Regions from separate parts of the Mus musculus genome. Here all the other regions are linked to region 5. The links are chromatin contacts, called in public Hi-C and promoter capture Hi-C maps. All regions are on one chromosome and are shown on one strand. Each heading gives the region's core, a stretch centred on a gene start, on an enhancer-like site or on the middle of the called end of the contact. The rest is flanking DNA. Distances are from core to core; before and after follow the strand shown.

What was found. Promoter capture Hi-C pulls out the DNA fragments that hold promoters and counts their contacts. Hi-C and Micro-C count contacts between places; a contact is called where the count stands out from the background.
Region 1: a contact with region 5 is called in a promoter capture Hi-C map of pre-B cells, with 6 times the contacts expected there. The contact joins the promoter of Ier5l here to the promoter of Ciz1 in region 5. A contact is called at or near these places in 3 of 39 promoter capture datasets (liver and pre-B cells) and 1 of 115 datasets of contacts at active chromatin or transcription factors (pancreatic cancer cells).
Region 2: a contact with region 5 is called in a promoter capture Hi-C map of liver, with 2.4 times the contacts expected there. The contact joins the promoter of Zbtb43 here to the promoter of Ciz1 in region 5. A contact is called at or near these places in 2 of 39 promoter capture datasets (liver and pre-B cells).
Region 3: a contact with region 5 is called in a promoter capture Hi-C map of pre-B cells, with 4 times the contacts expected there. The contact joins the promoter of Gpr107 here to the promoter of Ciz1 in region 5. A contact is called at or near these places in 3 of 39 promoter capture datasets (liver and pre-B cells).
Region 4: a Hi-C map of B cells shows a contact between it and region 5, with 5 read pairs. The contact joins the promoter of 1700001O22Rik here to the promoter of Ciz1 in region 5.
Region 6: a promoter capture Hi-C map of liver shows a contact between it and region 5, with 7 times the contacts expected there. The contact joins the promoter of Crat here to the promoter of Ciz1 in region 5. A contact is called at or near these places in 4 of 39 promoter capture datasets (hippocampal neurons, liver and pre-B cells) and 1 of 9 other capture datasets (adipose tissue).

The regions. Positions count from the first base shown.
Region 1 is chr2:30,472,831-30,475,581 of GRCm38.p6, reverse strand. It overlaps Ier5l (immediate early response 5-like), which reads left to right and starts at 1,383. Exons shown (of 1, transcript NM_030244.3): 1 at 1,383-2,751. The coding sequence starts at 1,571. Gm31291 (a long non-coding RNA gene) reads right to left here and starts at 1,274. Exons shown (of 7, transcript XR_003954013.1): 1 at 1,108-1,274; 2 at 304-507.
Region 2 is chr2:33,467,109-33,469,833 of GRCm38.p6, reverse strand. Zbtb43 (zinc finger and BTB domain containing 43) reads left to right here and starts at 1,302. Exons shown (of 3, transcript NM_001025594.1): 1 at 1,302-1,401.
Region 3 is chr2:31,150,863-31,153,687 of GRCm38.p6, reverse strand. It overlaps Gpr107 (G protein-coupled receptor 107), which reads right to left and starts at 1,372. Exons shown (of 18, transcript NM_178760.4): 1 at 1,207-1,372. The coding sequence starts at 1,329. It overlaps D330023K18Rik (RIKEN cDNA D330023K18 gene), which reads left to right and starts at 1,397. Exons shown (of 2, transcript NR_040334.1): 1 at 1,397-1,706; 2 at 2,438-2,639.
Region 4 is chr2:30,800,307-30,803,006 of GRCm38.p6, reverse strand. It overlaps 1700001O22Rik (RIKEN cDNA 1700001O22 gene), which reads left to right and starts at 1,270. Exons shown (of 7, transcript NM_198000.3): 1 at 1,270-1,867; 2 at 2,006-2,093; 3 at 2,191-2,283. The coding sequence starts at 1,450.
Region 5 is chr2:32,361,631-32,364,648 of GRCm38.p6, reverse strand. Ciz1 (CDKN1A interacting zinc finger protein 1) reads right to left here and starts at 1,451. Exons shown (of 17, transcript NM_028412.2): 1 at 1,351-1,451; 2 at 670-844; 3 at 315-430. The coding sequence starts at 839.
Region 6 is chr2:30,414,173-30,417,117 of GRCm38.p6, reverse strand. It overlaps Crat (carnitine acetyltransferase), which reads left to right and starts at 1,370. Exons shown (of 14, transcript NM_007760.3): 1 at 1,370-1,806. The coding sequence starts at 1,780. Ptpa (protein phosphatase 2 protein activator) reads right to left here and starts at 1,068. Exons shown (of 10, transcript NM_138748.5): 1 at 786-1,068. The coding sequence starts at 816.

The sequences.
Region 1 (2,751 bases), core at 134-2,633, 1.9 Mb after region 5:
CATCTGAAAACCTGAGCAAACTGTCCCCCGCTTTTGACACTTGCCACCACTTACAGAAACAATTGGTGAGTGGTTTTCTTGAGACATTGGCCAAGGGGCAGAGTTGCTGAGAGGGTCCAAAGACAGAGGGTTTCAGAAGAGCCCCACTCCCCCCCCCCCATCCCCCAGTCCCACTCAAGGGCCCAGCCCTGGACTCTGCCTGGGCCAATTTTCTGACCTAAGTACTAAAAGGAACCTTAAACGCGGTGGATGAGGCTTGCGGCTGGCATCTTGGGCCCCCCACACCCACCCTTGCCCTCTTACTCTCTTTAAGCTTCTCAGTACAAGGGGACTCTCAGGCATCTTCTCTCTTTTCTGCTCTCTGTCCTCAATTGGTCAGTAGATAACTCAGAATAAGAATCTAAAAGTGGAGAAGTCCTTGGCCTGGGTACTCCTGGGGCTCAGGGTAAGGACCAAAACTTAACAGGTTGCTCCACTCAAGCGGTCTCAAGCTTGGCCTCCAAGAACCTTAAAGGGAGAAATTCAGACTTTTCTGGTAAGAGATCCAAGCTAGGCACTTAGGGCTTCTATTGTCATTGATATTAAGTCAGGAAAGAAGAGGTCTCCCAAAAGAGGAGGAAGCTTGGGGCGGGTTCATAGCCCAAACCCCCACCCCCACCCCCCACCCAGGCAGTCTCACGATCACAAAGCTTCTCTACTAGAGATCAAAAATCACTGGGATTTGAGTCAAACAGAAAGAGAGGCCCTTCCGTGACCATTCCCAGAGGCCCCTGGGCTAACACATCAGGTAATCAGGCCCCAAACCCTCTCTTCCAAGACAGCACTCTAGTTCTCAGGTGCGCCCCCCACTCAGCTTTTCTTGGAAGAAGGCTCAGCTCGCCCAGGTTGCCCCCGGCCGTGGCAGGTGGAAAAGAGGAGGCGCCGCGTGGCTCGAAGCGGGGGAACCGCGCGCACCTGCCGCAGGTGAGGCCCAACCATGCGGAAGGGGGCGGAGCCATCTCCGCTGCGCTCAGGTGAGCCGACCCCCAGCTCGCAGGAGCCACGTCCAGGAAAGCTACGAATTTCGACGTGGCTCCCAAGAGGCGACCCAAAGCTGAGAGAGACTACCTCGGAGGCTCCTAGTCCCACGAGGTGCCGCGGCCCCAGGAGAACATTCGAGGCAACGGCGGCGTTGGAGGCCCGGGGTCCGTTCGTTATTTGAATAGCACAAAGGAACCGCCTTGGTCTGATTGGCCAGTCAAGTGGTCCCGGGGAGGGCAGTGGCTGTCAGTCGGAAGGCTCTACACGCTTCTATTGGCTAATCTACAGTGGGGCGGGGCGCTGCTGCCCAGCTAAATAGTTGGGGCCGGGGCCGGCGGAGGCTCATTGCTTTGGCGCCGTCTGGGGAGCGTGAGCCTGCGGGTGGCGCGCAACGCATGGTGGCGACTTCTCTCGGAGTGTCGCCGACCCGCCGACCCGGGCTCGGTTCCCTGTGCCTGGCTCGCCCGGGCGACCAACTGGAGACACACGCAAGGAGCAGCATTCGCAGCACCAGAGGCGGCTGCTCCGCCGCCCGCGTCTCCGCGGGAGCATGGAGTGCGCCCTGGACGCCCAGAGCCTGATCAGCATCTCCCTGCGCAAGATCCACAGCTCCCGGACCCAGCGCGGCGGCATCAAGCTGCACAAGAACCTCCTGGTGTCCTACGTGCTCCGCAACGCGCGCCAGCTCTACCTGAGCGAGCGTTACGCCGAGCTCTACCGGCGCCAGCAGCAGCAGCAGCAACAGCAGCCGCCCCACCACCAGCACCAGCACCTCGCTTACGCGGCGCCCGGAATGCCGGCCAGCGCGGCCGACTTCGGCCCGCTCCAACTTGGCGGCGGCGGGGACGCGGAGGCGCGCGAGCCGGTTGCCCGGCACCAGCTGCACCAGCTCCACCAGCTTCACCAGCTGCACCTCCAGCAGCAGCTGCACCAACACCAACACCCGGCGCCCAGGGGCTGCACGGCGGCGGCGCCGGTGGCGGTGGCCGGGGCGCCCGCGGGCTGCGCGGGGGCGCTCTCGGAGCTGCCCGGGTGCGCTGCGCTCCAGCCGCCGCACGGCGCGCCCCACCGCGGGCAGCACTTGGAGCCGCTGCAGCCGGGTCCCGCGCCGCTGCCGCCGCCCGCGCCCGCCGCGCTCTGCCCGCGGGACCCTCGCGTCCCGGCCGCTTGCTCTGCGCCCTCGGTGCTTCCGGGGGCTGCCCCTTCGACCGTCGCTGCCTCCTCTCCGCCCGCCTCTACAGCCCCTTCCTCATCCACTGGCTTCTACCGGGGCGCGTACCCGGCCCCCTCGGACTTCGGCGTGCACTGCAGCAGCCAGACCACCGTGCTGGACCTGGACACTCACGTGGTGACCACGGTAGAAAACGGCTACTTGCACCAGGACTGCTGCGCCTCCGCCCACTGCCCCTGCTGTGGCCAGGGCGCTCCGGGACCCGGTCTGGCGTCCGCCGCTGGTTGCAAGCGCAAGTATTACCCTGGCCAGGAGGAAGAGGACGACGAAGAGGACGCGGGCGACCTGGGAGCCGAGCCCCCCGGGGGTACCCCATTCGCCCCCTGTAAGCGCGCCCGCTTCGAGGACTTCTGCCCGGACTCGTCCCCGGACGCGTCCAACATCTCAAACTTGATCTCCATCTTTGGCTCGGGCTTCTCGGGGCTGGTGAGCCGACAGCCGGACTCCTCGGAGCAGCCGCCGCCGCTCAACGGGCAGCTGTGCGCCAAGCAGGCGCTCGC
Region 2 (2,725 bases), core at 53-2,552, 1.1 Mb before region 5:
AAGGAAAACCCCTAGTGCCAGCCACTCCTTTTAGGCAGGTTCTCTGTTATTCTGAAACTCACTGATCCCTGCCTCCACAGCACTGGCGTTAAAATCCTGCCACCACACCTGCTATTTTTATATGGTTCTGGGAGTGAATTCAGGTCCTTAAGTTGCAATGCTTTGTAAAGGATTTACCAACTGAGCCATTCCCTTAATCCCCACGTTTTTTCCCCTAGCAAGATGTTCCGCACCTGTTCCCAGTTCTGTGCTTCAGTATTTGTTTTCTTTCGTTTTGTTTCCCCGAACTTCTAAAAAAAAATTTTTTTTTTTAATGTGTATGTGTGTTTTGCCTGCACACAAGTCTGGGTACTGTTTGCCTGCCTGGTGTCAGTGGAGGCCGGAAGAGGGAGACAGATAACCTGGAACTGGAGTTAGGGAGGCTGTGTGCCACCAGTTGGGTGCTTGAAATTGAACACAGGTCCCCTGGAAGAGAAATGAGTAGTCTTAACTATTGAGCCATTTTTCCAGCCCTCCCAGAATTTCTTTGAATAATTCTCTCGGGGAGTCCCAACCTCCTCTCTAAATACGGCTGAGTTCCAGAGCCCAACCAAGAAGTAGGCGTGCAAGCTGGGCGGTGGTGGCGCAAGCCTTTAATCCCAGTACTTGGGAGGCAGAGGCAGAGGCAGAGGCAGAGGCAGAGGCAGGCGGATTTCTGAGTTCAAGGCCAGCCTGGTCTACAAAGTGAGCTCCAGGACAGCCAGAGCTATACAGAGAAACCCTGTCTCGAAAAAACCAAAAAAAAAAAAAAAAAGAGAGAGAGAGAGAAAGAAAACAAAACAAAACAAACAAAAAAACAAAAAAGAAGTAGGCGCACACCTGGGAAACTGACCTAAGACACAAATGTGTGTCGGGTCCAGCTTGTGTATCCACCCTACACCAACTATGGGGAACACATCCTTGCAATCCTGATACTCAGCAGGTGCAGGTACGAGTGGATTTAAGTCCAACTTAAAGCCATCTTGAAATGTTATTACTTTTTTTTTTTTTTTTTTTTTTTGGTGGTGGTGGTGGTGGTGGGGTGAGCGTATAAATTGCAAGAGTCAGTCTTCCACTAAGGCTTCCAGAGCTACGAACTCGAAATTATCTCACTCTTCGAGACCATTGCGCAGACGCCAGTACCCTGCGCGTGCTCTCCTGAAGACCCGCCCCGAAAGCACGCCTGGAGCATGCGCACATCCCAGCGTCGACGACACGCCTCCGGAAGCACTGGCAATTTCGAGGGCGGGATCAGAAAGCGTATCCGAGGGACGAGAGGCTCGGGCGGAAGTTGTCCCCGCGGTGGCGGCGGAGAATAAGGCCTTGGTACGGCAACGGGGACGCTCCGGTAGGCTGGAGCTACGGGCGCGGAGCCGTCTGAAGGTACTGCGGGGCGGGGAGGCTGGGCGCTCGCGCGGGAGGTCGCGGTCGGGGTCACGAGTGGCCGCGACACGGGACACTGCTCTCCCTCCGACGGCGGTGATGCGGGACGGCGCGAGTGACTCCGAAGCCCCGGCGCCCCGGCTTAGAGTCCTGCGGCCTCCCGGGCGACCTCTTGGCCAAGGTCACCCCGCGGCAGGTGCACCGCCGCCTGGAGCTCTTGGAGAATCCGCCCCCGGGGCGACCTCCGGGTCGAGCCACCCACGCACGAACCGACGCCGCGAAGGAGAACCTCGCTGCCCTGAGTTTCGCCTCTTTGTCAGACCGTTGTCACCTGTTTTGTCCTCACCTGGCCTCTTGTCAGCTGGAGTTTATACTTTGCATCTTTGGTGGTGACAACCTTTGGACTTTGTCTTTACCTCTGTCTCCTCCCTTGCCTCAGTGTTTTTTGACTCTGCTTCTGCCCCCTCGGGCCGCCCTCTGGTTCAGGGCCCGAAAGTCACACTGACTTCTTGGTCATTTGTCTGTCTGTCTCTCTGTGTGTGTGTGTGTGTGTCTGTCTCTCTCTCTCTCTCTCTCTCTCTCTCTCTCTCTCTCTCTCTGCCAATGTTGTGTTCTTGTTCTCTCCTTCCCAACTGAGTTTGTTTAGGCAGGGCGGGCCTTGCCTGGACCTCTGAGCCATGGAAGGTGACTCATGACCCTGTAAAACTCCCCTGGCCGGGCACCATTACCAGTGGCCCGATCACAGTCTGGTCTCAGTTCTGACAAGTGTCACCAAACCTAATAAAGTGTCAGGAGCTACTGCTTTCACGGTGAAGGCCCATCTCAGGATCTAGGCAGTGGTTTGCGCAGGTCTCCACAACTCTTTGCTCTTTCCAGAAACCCTGGGTGGCCTCCAGGGCTGTTTGGAGCTGCTCTGTTTAACCAGGCCAGCATCTACAGGCTTAGGAAGGACTAGACTTCCATCTGCCTCTGAGACCCTTAACTTAGCACAGTAGCAGAGTTCTAGGAGCAGTTTACTGAAGAACTTAGAAACCTAATAGGAATCCATTCCCTGCTTGTTTCCAAAGTATTGTCTGAGACAGAGACACCATAGGGAGGAACACTGAAACTTTTGGAGTGGAGTGTATCTGGAATAGACAGGAGATGAAACATATTTTATCAAGTGCCTGAGTCAAGTAGGCTGCCTCAGTGGATACAGAGTTTTAAGAGATGGAAAGAACGTTCTAGAAATGGTTTGTGCACAACAGTGTGAATGCTACATAACTAACTCTGGTTTGCAACATTTAGTTGAATCCTTTGTAGCAATGCAAGCCAAGCCCTTCCC
Region 3 (2,825 bases), core at 123-2,622, 1.2 Mb after region 5:
AGAGTGCCTACAGCTTTCAGTGGATTTTATAAGGAGCCAAGATTGATCTGTCTTGCTGTAGGTAAGAGTCACTTTACTCAAGATCATTTGTTTGTTTGTTTTTCAAGACAGGGTTTCTCTGTATAGCCCCGACTGTCCTAGAACTCACTTTGTAGACCAGGCTGGCCTCGAACTCAGAAATCCGCCAGCCTCTGCCTCCCAAGTGCTGGGATTAAAGGCATGCGCCACTACCGCCCAGCTTCAAGATCATTTTAACAATCAAAAGCAGACAGCCCAAGTGTGCCTGTATGGATTTGGCCAGGTTTCAAATCTACAGTCTGTCTGGACCCTTTAAACGCTACATTCACAAGCCTTTATCCTTCACACCTAATGGAAAGTGTTTTTACAGACAGCTGTGTCCAGATCCGCAACTTCTTGGTACACTGACTATTAGGAAAATGTACAAGGCTTTGAGTCATAATGATGTCACTTTCTGTTCTCCAGGTATATTAACCGGCTGCCAATCCTGTGTAAGCCTTAGAGAACTTTCTACTGTGAGTTAGCTACCATAGCGGTTCTTGGTGGTCACTTCAGGCCTGTCATAAACATCTTCCTTAGGCAATGGCCATAGAGCGGGAATGAAAAAGGCCCACTACTTAGAAACACTTTGGATGCTGAGTTTAAATCCTCAGGCTTGTTCTTTCTTATTTTTTCTTCTTGAAACCAAGGCATGTATTTCAAGAGAGATTTGAATTCCTCTTGGGGATTCTGGCTTTGGTCAGTCAACCGAGCACCCTAAACCAAGCAAGGAAACAGGCTAAGATTCCGCACAACTTCAAAGCGCCAGATCAAGGAGCACAGAAGGGCGGAGATCGCGGACAAGAGAACTTGGAATTTAAGTTATGAAAGGGTGAATTAGGGAAGGTTGCCACCAACGTGGAATCCAGGGAAGCCAGCAGGAATCGCAGGAGTGGCCTCCCAGGTCTTTGGGTATTTAGGCCGCATCTGGGCCCCTTCCTCAGGACCTCAAACCTGCAGGGACCAGACTACCCGAGGAGGCCGCACGGCGTAGTCCATCCCTACGGGGCGGCGCAAACCCCCTGGCTCAGGGGCCGAACTTAGGAGATCCCGCTGGGCTGAAGTTGGCTCAGCCCGGGACAGCGGTCGCGCTCCCCCCACCCCCCCGTCGCCACTCCCTGATCCTGCCCCCAGCCTGCCAGGCCTTACTTTGAGCGCCAGGTGATGGACGCGGCCCAAGACGGGGTGGACCAGCAGCTCCAGCAACGCCAGCAGTCGTAGCAGCCGCAGGCAGAAGGAGCCGAAGCGGCCGAGGGGTACCGGGACGGCCATGTTTGTTCCAGCATCACCAGCTGCTTCCTCTCCCACCCACTTCCGGGTCAAAGTGCGTCGTCCCGGAGGTGCTCTGGAAGGGGGCGCGGCTGCCGCCTCCGAGGTCCTTGAGATCGTTTTACTGCAAAACGCAACTCTGGTCACGCAGGGACCTGAGCGGACCACCTCGGCACTCTTCAATTGGCCTCCCAGGACGGACTTCCGGCAAAGCCCCTGTGAGGACCCTGAAGCGTTTGCCATGACAACCATGGCGGGGCAAGTTCAAGCCGGGCCTCCTTTCTGCCTTGCCGGGCTTGGGGATTGAGGGGCCTGGACCAAAGTCTGGAACCCGCAATGTCCGCCACTGACCCTGGCGGATGATTGGACTGCCTTCGGTGGTAATAACTTAGAAATTGCTGGCCTGTCTTAGATTCCTTGACTTATTATCATCCTAGGCCCTTTACACAAACTTCAGCTTGAAATAGTTGCAGTAATAGGATTTATTGAGTCCATAGGAAGCCATCCACTAGGCTTTTTTTTTTTAAGTGGCATTTAATCTTTGGGACAATCTAATTATATAAGAGGTAGGTGTCAGGCTGTTCCTCTGTTCTACCTAAACTCTAAGAAATGGTCATTTTGGCCAGTCTGAGCTGGGGATCACATGCAGATTTTTAACTGATACGTCATTTTGTCTTGTGTGATTTCATGCCACCGCTGGAGTCTGAGCCTTAATGTTTTCTATTTTAGTCTCTTTGGAAACTTAGCTTCTAGTCCTTAACACTTAATGGAAGGACTTGGTTGTAGGTCCCTGGTACCAGGGCTTACAGGAAACACTCGTATTAAAATAGCTGATAACCAAGTTGGTTTAGTTCTTAGATTCTTGTTTTTAGCTGGACACACAAGTAACATATGCTTTTGTGTATGTGCATGTAATTATTTAAGCAAAATAGGACACAATAAAAACACAGGGAACTCTACTACCAGGCAGCTACCACTATGTAGGTGTGTGAACACCTATGACAGAATCAGATTCCTATAGCTTTTTAACTGGAACTAGTAACAGGATGTATTTTGAAGGTCTGGTTGGTTGCTTTTCTAAGTTTTTTATGTATGTGTGTGCCATGTATAGGTACCTGAGAGGACCAGAAGATGGTGTCAGATCCTCGGGAGCTGGAATTGCTGGCAGTTGTGTGTTGCCTGACATCATGAGTACTAGAAAGTTAACTCAGGTATCTATCTATAAGAGCAGTAAGTGCTCTTAACCACTGAGCAGTGTCTCTAACCCAACATGATAGATCTGTATATATAAATACATATAGATAGGAAATTAAGTTTGTTTTTATGTTGTTTGTGTGTTTATAAATGCCATGAGGTGTACCCATAGAGACCAGAAGGGGGCATCAGATCCCTGCAACTGAAGTTACCTTGGTTGTCAGCCATCCATTGTGCTTGCTGGGAACCCAAACTCCAGTCTTCTGGAAGAACAGGAACTCTTAGCTGCTGAGCCATCTCTTCAG
Region 4 (2,700 bases), core at 21-2,520, 1.6 Mb after region 5:
CTCTCTGGTTGCCCAGATCTCAAGACTATTAAGGATTGGAGCAGAAACAAAACGCTAAGTCAGTGGTTCTCAGCCTCCCTATGCACGCTCCCTCATGCTGTGTTGACCCCAAATATATAACTATTTCCATTGCAACCTCTAACTGTAACTGTAATGTTGCTACTGTTGTGAATTGTAATGTAAATATCTGTGTTTTCTGATGGTCTTAGGTGACCCCTGTGAAAAGGCCGTTGTGACCCTCACAAGGGTCACAACCCACAGGTTGAGAAACACTGTTCTAAATCATATTTTTTAGACAGGATTTCATTTAGCCCACGCTGACCTTGAAGTTGGTATATAGCCAAGCACAACCTTGAATTGTTTATTTTGAGACAGGTTCTCTCTCTCTCTCTCTCTCTCTCTCTCTCTCTCTTGTTTTGGTTTTTGTTTTGTTTTGTTTTTGAGGCAGGGTTTCTCTGTGTAACCCTGGCTGTCCTGGAACTCACTCTGTAGACCAGGCTGGCCTTGAACTCAGAAATCCGCCTACCTCTGCCTCCCAAGTGCTGGGGTTAAAGGTGTGTGCCACCATTGCCCTGTGTTTGAGACAGGTTCTTACTATGTAGCTCTGGCTGGCCTGGAATTCATATGTAGACCAGGGTAGCCACAAACTGAGAGAGATGCCTGCCTCTGCCTCCCAAGTGCTAGAGCTAAAGCTGTGCACTACCACACTTAATAGCCTTGAGGTTTTTTGTTTTGTTTTGTTTTTCAAGACAAGGTTTCTCTGTTTAGTCCTGAAACTCACTTTGTAGACCAGGCTGGCCTCGAACTCTGAGATCCACCAGCTTCAGCCTCCTGAGTGCTGGGATTAAAAGCATGTGCCACCACTTCCTGACAATAGCCTTAATTTAAAAAAAAAAAATATGAGTATGAGTGTTTTGCCTCCATGGCAGTGCATTTTGTGCGTGCCTGGTGACCTTGAGGCTAGAAGAGTGGCGGATAACTTTGGCACTGGAGGCTGTGAGTTGTTCTGTATATACGGTATGGGAATCTAAGTCCGGTCCTCTCGCTGATCTGTTTCTCTAGCCTATGCAACTGCCTCCCAAGTGCTGAAATCACAGGCATGGGCCGCCACGCTCAGTTTCTTGCACATTCTAGACAAACCCTCTCCCAAGTGTGCTAAGTGATAGGAAAGGCGGTCTTAGGCCAGCAGGTGCAGAGAGCTCTGCACTGTGCCAGGCGCTCCGCGTGCTCTAGCTCATGTCAACGTCACAGCCGCCCCAAAGGGCTGGCGTTCCCGCCCTCACCGCCTTTGCGCCGGGACACAGCAGGCTAGGGTCCTGCCGGAGTCGGCTTCTGCTGCCCCTTCCCGGCGCTATGGACTGCGGGCTGGAATACGACCTTCCTGCGGCCCCGCTCGCCCCTGCGCGTCCCCCGGGCGCGAAGGTGTCCTGAGCCGAGCTCTGACTCAGGATGTTCCGGCGCCAGTCCATGGAGGGGACCCCGGCCTACAAGCCCAAGGGATATCCCGACGGGACCACCCAGCGCCGCCCTGTTAAGCGGCTGCCGATGCTGCTGCCAATGCTCGAAGGCCGTGTGGGGCGAGATGTAGACGGCGCGTGGCGGCGGGACCGCAAGTCCCAGCGCCTGCCTTGCGGGTCCCCCGAGTCCCCGAACGCTCGGCGAGACCGTGGGACCGCGCGCGCACTGCTACTGCCGTCGCTGCAGCCGAGCAGCTCGGCCCGGGAGGCGGGAACTCGGGGGAACCGGCAGCCTGCAGCCCGCGACAACCCTGACTCCCTGGGCACGCTGCTGGGGAAGCTGCTGCCCAACAAGTTCCGCCACTTCCTGCACCACCTGAGCGCCGAGAGCGCAGACCCAGAGGCGGACCGTGAGGCCGGGGGGATGGGGTGGGGAGTGGGTGTGTGTGCGCGGAGTCTGGGGTTCCCAAGCGAGGACTGTCTCCATCTCAACGGGCTCTCCTCCTCCCCCTTCTCCTTTCCTTCCTCCTCCTGTTGTCCCCACCCAGCACCCTCAGCGCCACATAACCCTAGGAGTACATCAAATCACTGCCTAGCTTCTCGGTCTTCCAGCTGCTTATTCCTCCCAGACCTGTGGTAAGCGGAGGGGACCCTCTTGATGAAGGAGGGGTTGCCTTGAGTGCTACCAAGGTGGGCCTCTGCTCACATCAGCTGTGACTTCTTTCTCTTTGAGGGACAAACCATTGCACTGGGACAACAATTTTAAAGAGAAGACTACCCTGGGGCTCCCAAGAGGTGAACTTGCCAGAGCCAAAAAGGCCCATCCGTGAGTAGTAGCTGTTGTGAGTACACACGTGCTATAATTTTGTAGCGTTGACTCTCTCCTCCCACCATCACGTGGGCTTGGGGGATGGAAAGGAGGTCATAGGCTTGCCTAACAATCACTTCTATCATTTCCCCAAGCCATGAGTTCTGGGAATGGGAACAGGAAGGCATTCGTTCGCTCCCTTGTTTCCAGACATTTAGTAATGGATTTACCGTGTATCTATCGATCCACTCACCTATCCATCCTTTCACGCACCTAACCCCTTACTCACAAACCAGGTCTTCTATAAGCTATTGTGAATCTCCATCCACCTAGCCATCGAAGCATCTAACTGGCCATGAACTCATAACTGCCCCCAAACTGCTGGACTGCCAGACAGCCAGTCTTTTGTTTATTCAGAAATCCCCTCTGGCTATA
Region 5 (3,018 bases), core at 202-2,701:
TACCAAGTGATGGCTGTCTAATTAGCTTCTACCTGTGTTGTGACTATGGGCACATGGTCCCTCTTCTGGGCCTCAGGTTGCTATCCTCATTTGTAGAGGGGGGTTACGGGTGTGCCTCCCCTTAGGTTTATCAGCAGAGGCAGGAACGGCCAGCACCGTAGCCCGGTAACCCTGTACTTAGCAGAGTAGCCTGTGGACTTCATCTCCTGGGAGCCTGGTATCTTCATCTATAAGGATGCTGTTAGGGCCGCTGTGAGTGTTGGTAAGAATGAATGGGTTAGGAAGAAGCTGAGGGCCACGGGGAACTGCCATACCTTGCAACTGCTGTAGGAGCAAAGCTCTTTGCAGCATGGGGCCATTGAGCAGGGAGGTCGAGTGGAGGCCCTGGAGACTCAGAAGCTGTTGCGGGGATGACTGCTGGGGGAGGCCCCTGTGTGATGGGAGTAGGGTGTCAGAGGGGTCCTGGGAAAGCCATCTACCCGGAGGTCTCTCACCTCCATTCTCTCCATCTCAATGGCAGATGGAGGATCCCCTCCAAGGTAGAAACTGATGACATTTAATACTCAAACAAGGATGCCCCTGGGGAAAAAATAACTACTGGGAGCCAGGCTCCAAAATGTGGGTCTGAGCCGTCAGACCTCAGACTGCTCCTGGAAGTGGAAAACTCACCGGCTGACAGGAATGGACAAGGAGGCCTGTGGTGGGGACTGTTGCAGCAGCTGTTGGAGCTGCAGTATCTGCTGTTGCTGCTGCTGGAGCTGCTGCTGCTGGAGCTGCTGCTGCAACTGTTGCTGCTGCTGCTGCAACTGTTGCTGCTGCTGGAGTTGCGGGTTGAACATGGTGGCTGAAGGGGGTATGGTGGGTAGGGTCAGATCACCACTTTGGGATGATCCAGCTTCTCTCCCCTCCCAAAACACCCACCCCAGCATAACGCCTGCTAAGCTTCACCGCTACACAGTCCCACCCACGCCAAGAGCACGCTGCATTTATACCCGGGGCTTCGGGGCTTCCAGTTCTTCCGGTCAGCTGCCAGAACAGGATACACACACAGACACGCCTTCAGTTCTTTATCTTCCCTCCCATCTCTTCAACTCTGGCGGTCCAACCTTCTAATCGGAGCACACCTTTCCACTCCCATCTCCTGCCTGTCAGTCACTCTACACTTCCTGGTGCTTCCCGTGCACACTTCCCTGTTTTGGATTCCGCTGTCCTCTCCCTAAATTGTGTCACTTAAATCCATGAACCCTGGATGGGAAACGCTTCCGTCCGCCGCAGCACACCCCCACCCCGCTCCGTTGTCCCTCATCCCTCCACTCCCTTCCCTCGCAGATATAGCCAACGCCACTTAACTAATCCTGTGGCCTCGCCTGTCCACAAAGCCCGTAGGCTCTCTGCAAGTAGCCGCTATCCCTGCGGTCCACCCTTCCCGGGGTGCCCAACCCTCCTCCACTGTCGCTTCCGGGGCGGGCACCACACTGGCTCCCCCTCACCTCCCGGCAATCCACGAAAACCGAAACCGTGAAAGCCACGAGCTGACTCGTAAGGCGGGCTCCGGAGCTCCCGGGCTGCTCGGGACGGTGACCGGACCGGGACACTCCGAAGGCCCAGCGGCTGGCCACTCCCGCGCAGAGCGCCCTCTGGAGGTGCGGAGGCCTCAGCGCGGACGCCGCGGCGGGCGAACAAGCCTCGCGCGCAGGTCACGTCGCGGGGACCGCGACCAATCTGCAATCGCTAGAGCCGCGGTGGCTCCCAGGTGCTATGAGGCGCCGGGCAGCGTAGGCTCCTGTCCCCAGATCCCAGCATCGGGAAGGGGCGATTCTGAGTTCCCACGGCCGTCTGTTTATCTGGCAGGGGCAAAGGGGACCGACAGTCGGTCAGATCCCAACTGACCTCCCCAATGCCACCACTGTCCCCAGATCCCGAGCCCGCGTGGGGCTGGGACAAGAGCAAGCGGGCGCGCGTATGTGTGGTGAATTCAGCTTTAAAAAAATAGTTTTGTTTTTTACATTTTTTTAAAAAAGATTTAGTTTATGTGTATGAGTGTTTTGAACGTATGTGTATCTGTATATCGTGTATATCTTGTACATCCTGGAACTAGAGTTAGAAACATTTGTGAATTGTCTTGTGAGTGCTAGGAATCGAACCCAGCTCCTCTGCAAGAACAAGTGCTCTTAACCACTGAGCTATCTCTCCTCATCCCCGTTTTTTGTTTTTTTGTTTTTGTTTTTTTTTGTTTTTTGTTTTTTTTTGGTTTTTTTTTTTTTTGGTTTTTTTTTTTTTTTTTTTGGTTTTTGGTTTTTTGAGGCAGGGTTTCTCTGTATAGCCCTGGCTGTCCTGGCACTCACTTTGTAGACCAGGCTGGCCTCGAACTCAGAAATCCGTCTGCCTCTGCCTCCCGAGTGCTGGGATTAAAGGCGTGCGCCACCACGCCCGCCTCTCACCCCCGTCTTTTAAATATGTATTCTTATTTCAGGTGTATGAATGTTTTGCCTGCATGTATGTGTGTGTACTTTGTATGTGCCTAGTGCTTGCAGAGGTCTAAAGAGGGCATCTGATCCCCTAGGAAGAAGTTTGTGGATGGTTGTGAGCCACCTGTGGGAGTGCTGGGAGCTGAACCTGGGTCCTTTGGAAGAAGAACAAACGTTAACCACTTAACAAGTTCCCAAGCCTCTGATTTCCTTTTCCGTTTCATTGTGTTGTGTAGCAATGGCTACATATGGAAACTCACTATAGACCAGACTGGCCTCGAATTCACAGAAACCCGCTGGCTTCTGCCACCACGTCTGACACAGTTACTTTCTTTAATGGCTCTTACCTGCCCCTAAAAAGGTCCTGCCACTGCGGACACCCCTTAGCCCCACTGGTCTTGGCAATTCTTTTATCTTGTTCATCCCCCCACTTCGCGCCCAGTGTAGACTGAGAGGACTGGCCGCTCGGCGGCGCTAGGGACCGCAGAGGACAGATCACTACTGCGCAGTCAGGTGACTGCGCTAACCTGAGGCTCGGGACTCGCCCGGG
Region 6 (2,945 bases), core at 121-2,620, 1.9 Mb after region 5:
TTTAGGGGGGGGGCGCCACAAAAATGGTGCTTCTTTTGATTTTCAAATTTTCTTCCTCCTGAGACTTTCTTTGGGACCACAAAAAAGGAAGTGTGGTGGAAGGTACATCAAACACTATCAAAGTACGAGCTGAGTTTAGCCAACCTAGCCACTCTGTAAGAATTTTCCAGTCCTTCTTAACTACACGGAGTCAGCAAACTGCTTTCTCCTCCTCCAGGAAAGGGGGTCTCTACTGGAGCATCTGGCCTCTGTCTCTGCCCTAGTTACTTGAGATGGACCACAACGAGGCCACAGTGTAAATAAAAGTTACAGACGACGATGCCACCAACCCTCTCATTTTGTACAAACAGCCTCTTAAAATTAGTGGTTTAGACACCGTGGGCAGTTTCTCTCAATTAACTCTGCAGATACTGAAACCCCCAGAGCCAAGCCTGCAGGACGGAAGGAGGGACGGAGGGAGGGAAGACATGCAGGGTGGGCAGGACATGCATGAAGGAGCCTGGCGTCCGAGCGAGGCCCAGGTCCACCCGAGCGGAGTCTCATAAAGAACGCAGCCTCCTGGATCCCTCTCGCCCCGACCCCAGGCAACTCTGCCCCCAGGTCCAGAGCCTTTCCCCTGACCGCGCTCTGCCCGCCCGCCCTGGCCGGGTCGCCCTCACCGCCACCCGCCTGCAGCCCAGGCCGTCAGCCCTGCCTCCTCCGTCCCCAGAGCTCCTCAGACTCGGGAGACCCCCCGAGCCACACCCCTTTCCCACCCGCACGCCCGGGCCCTCCAACCGCCCTACCTGGCGGCGGCTGCCGCTCGCCCTCGGCCATCTTCTCCGTGAGGAGCCGGAGCGGATGCTCGCCGGTCCCTCTCAATGTTCACCCCGCAGCTCTCCCCGGCTCCGCCAAGCTTCCAGCAGGGAAATGAGCGCTGACTGGCTAGGACCGGAAGCCGAGAATTACAGTCACTCGCGCGAAGGCGGCAGCCATGCCGGTGCGAGGCACTCAGGGAGCATGCCCACCAACGGCCGTCTCGCGGCGGCCGCGCCGACCGAGGCAGCGGCCATCTTGGTGCGGGGCGCCGAGGAGCATGCGCACTAACGGCTGCCGCCTGCAAGCCAACTGCGGCGCTGGCAGCCATGTTTGTGCGGGGCGTCGGGTTCTGTTTGCTTGTTTGTTTGTTTGTTTGTTTGTTTTGGTGAGGGGTGATGGAGGGAATAGGTATGGCAGCAGTATTCTTGCGGAGCAAGGCCACCTGTCATCTTCTTTGTGCATGCCTCCACCCAAGCAATCTGAGACAGTCCCCAGTCAACAGTTGTGTTCTCCTGCCATTCCTAGAGTGACGTTCAAGGACACCAGTCAGACTTGAACGCACGTGACCGCCTCGACAGCTAAGGTGGCTTTCGGAGGCGGAGAGCACGAGCGGGACAGCGCCTACCGTTGTGACCCCGTGACGGGAGCCCAGCGCCGGGCTGCTAACAGCTGAGCTAGAGGTCCGTCTCCGCAAGCCCCGCCCTCTGCGGCCACTCCCCGGCTTGGGCCCACCCCGAGATCGGGGCGAGCGGCCGGGGACTGCGAGCCACCAAAGCTCCGCCCCGTGAGTCCTGCCCCACCGGCAGCCCGCCGGGCCCGGTGGCCGCGGGGCCGCCTCTACTGGCTAGCGGCAGTGACTCGGCGACCTTGAACCTAGAACCGGAGCCGCGAACCCACTGACCCCAGCACCCCAGCAGTGGCGCAGTCTTTACCCAGCGCGAGGGGCGGAGCGGACCAAGTGTCCGCAAACAGACTGGGACGATGTTAGCCTTTGCTGCCAGAACCGTGGTGAGTTCGCCCAGCAGGGCCATGGACGGGACAAGACGGGCGGGCCTCCAGCAACGGTCAAGAAAACCCCAGACCGGCTGGTAGGGTGCGATCTGCAAGGTGGATAAAGGAGACCAGGTAAGGGGTGGGTTCGATCCCAGAAGAAGACTGAGAAACCTAGGTTCAAGTCTTTTGTACCTTTCCACTCCACTCCTCCCTAATGCTCCCAGTTATTCGGACTCAGACACCTGTCGGGGCTACTGGTTAGAGAGCTCAGCCCTAGGCTATGCTTCTGCCCGACTAGAGCCACTTCTCCAAGCCTACCCAGTCTCCTTGAGTTCATCAGATGCCCACCCTCCCCATTGCATATTGCTAAGAGAACCTCAGGTGGAGACTAGTACTGAAAATCCCCCAAACAGGCAGGAGGAGGCAGGAGGTGGCAGGCTGCCCCTCACCATCCTTATCTAAAGCAGCTATCCTAATGGTGAGCTCCTGTCCTCTCTGATTCAGGCTGTCTATCCAGCTGTGAACTGGACTGCCCTGTCAGACACTGGGTTGGCAGCTAAGACTGAGATTCTACTAAGAGTCCTGGCAGCACCTGAGACCCTCCTCCAAGTCGTCCCGCCTTCCGTCACCCTCTGGGACCACCTTACTGCATAAGCATTTTAATGCTAGGGAGACTGAAACAAGGAGACAATCAAATCCCATGGTTGTGCTAATAAACTGAGCCCAAATGGGGTCTTTTGGCTTATTACTCACAGCAGAAGCACAAAAGTGTATTTCCCCCACTATTGATCCCAACCTGGATGATCCAGAACTCATTTAGAAAAAACAAACAAACCACCAAAAGAGGGGTGGCCACCAAGGCCCTGAGGTCTGGAAGGGAAACAGCTGGGCAGGTGTGTGGCAATCGTTGGTTGTCCACTAGTGGCCCTTCCCTGGCATCTCCTGTCTTGCACCATTCCCAAGCAGGGCTGATTTCAGGGCCACAGGTTAGCGGCCAGCCTGTTTCCACCCTCCAGCCAAGTTTTCCCACATCAAAAAGATCTATGAAGATTTTGACAGGTGGATTTTTTAATACCTCTCTTGGCTTGCCTCCCTGGCACTGGGCCCATCTAAAGAAGACAGGAGAGAGCTCCCAGTCTCCTCTTACCTCAGTA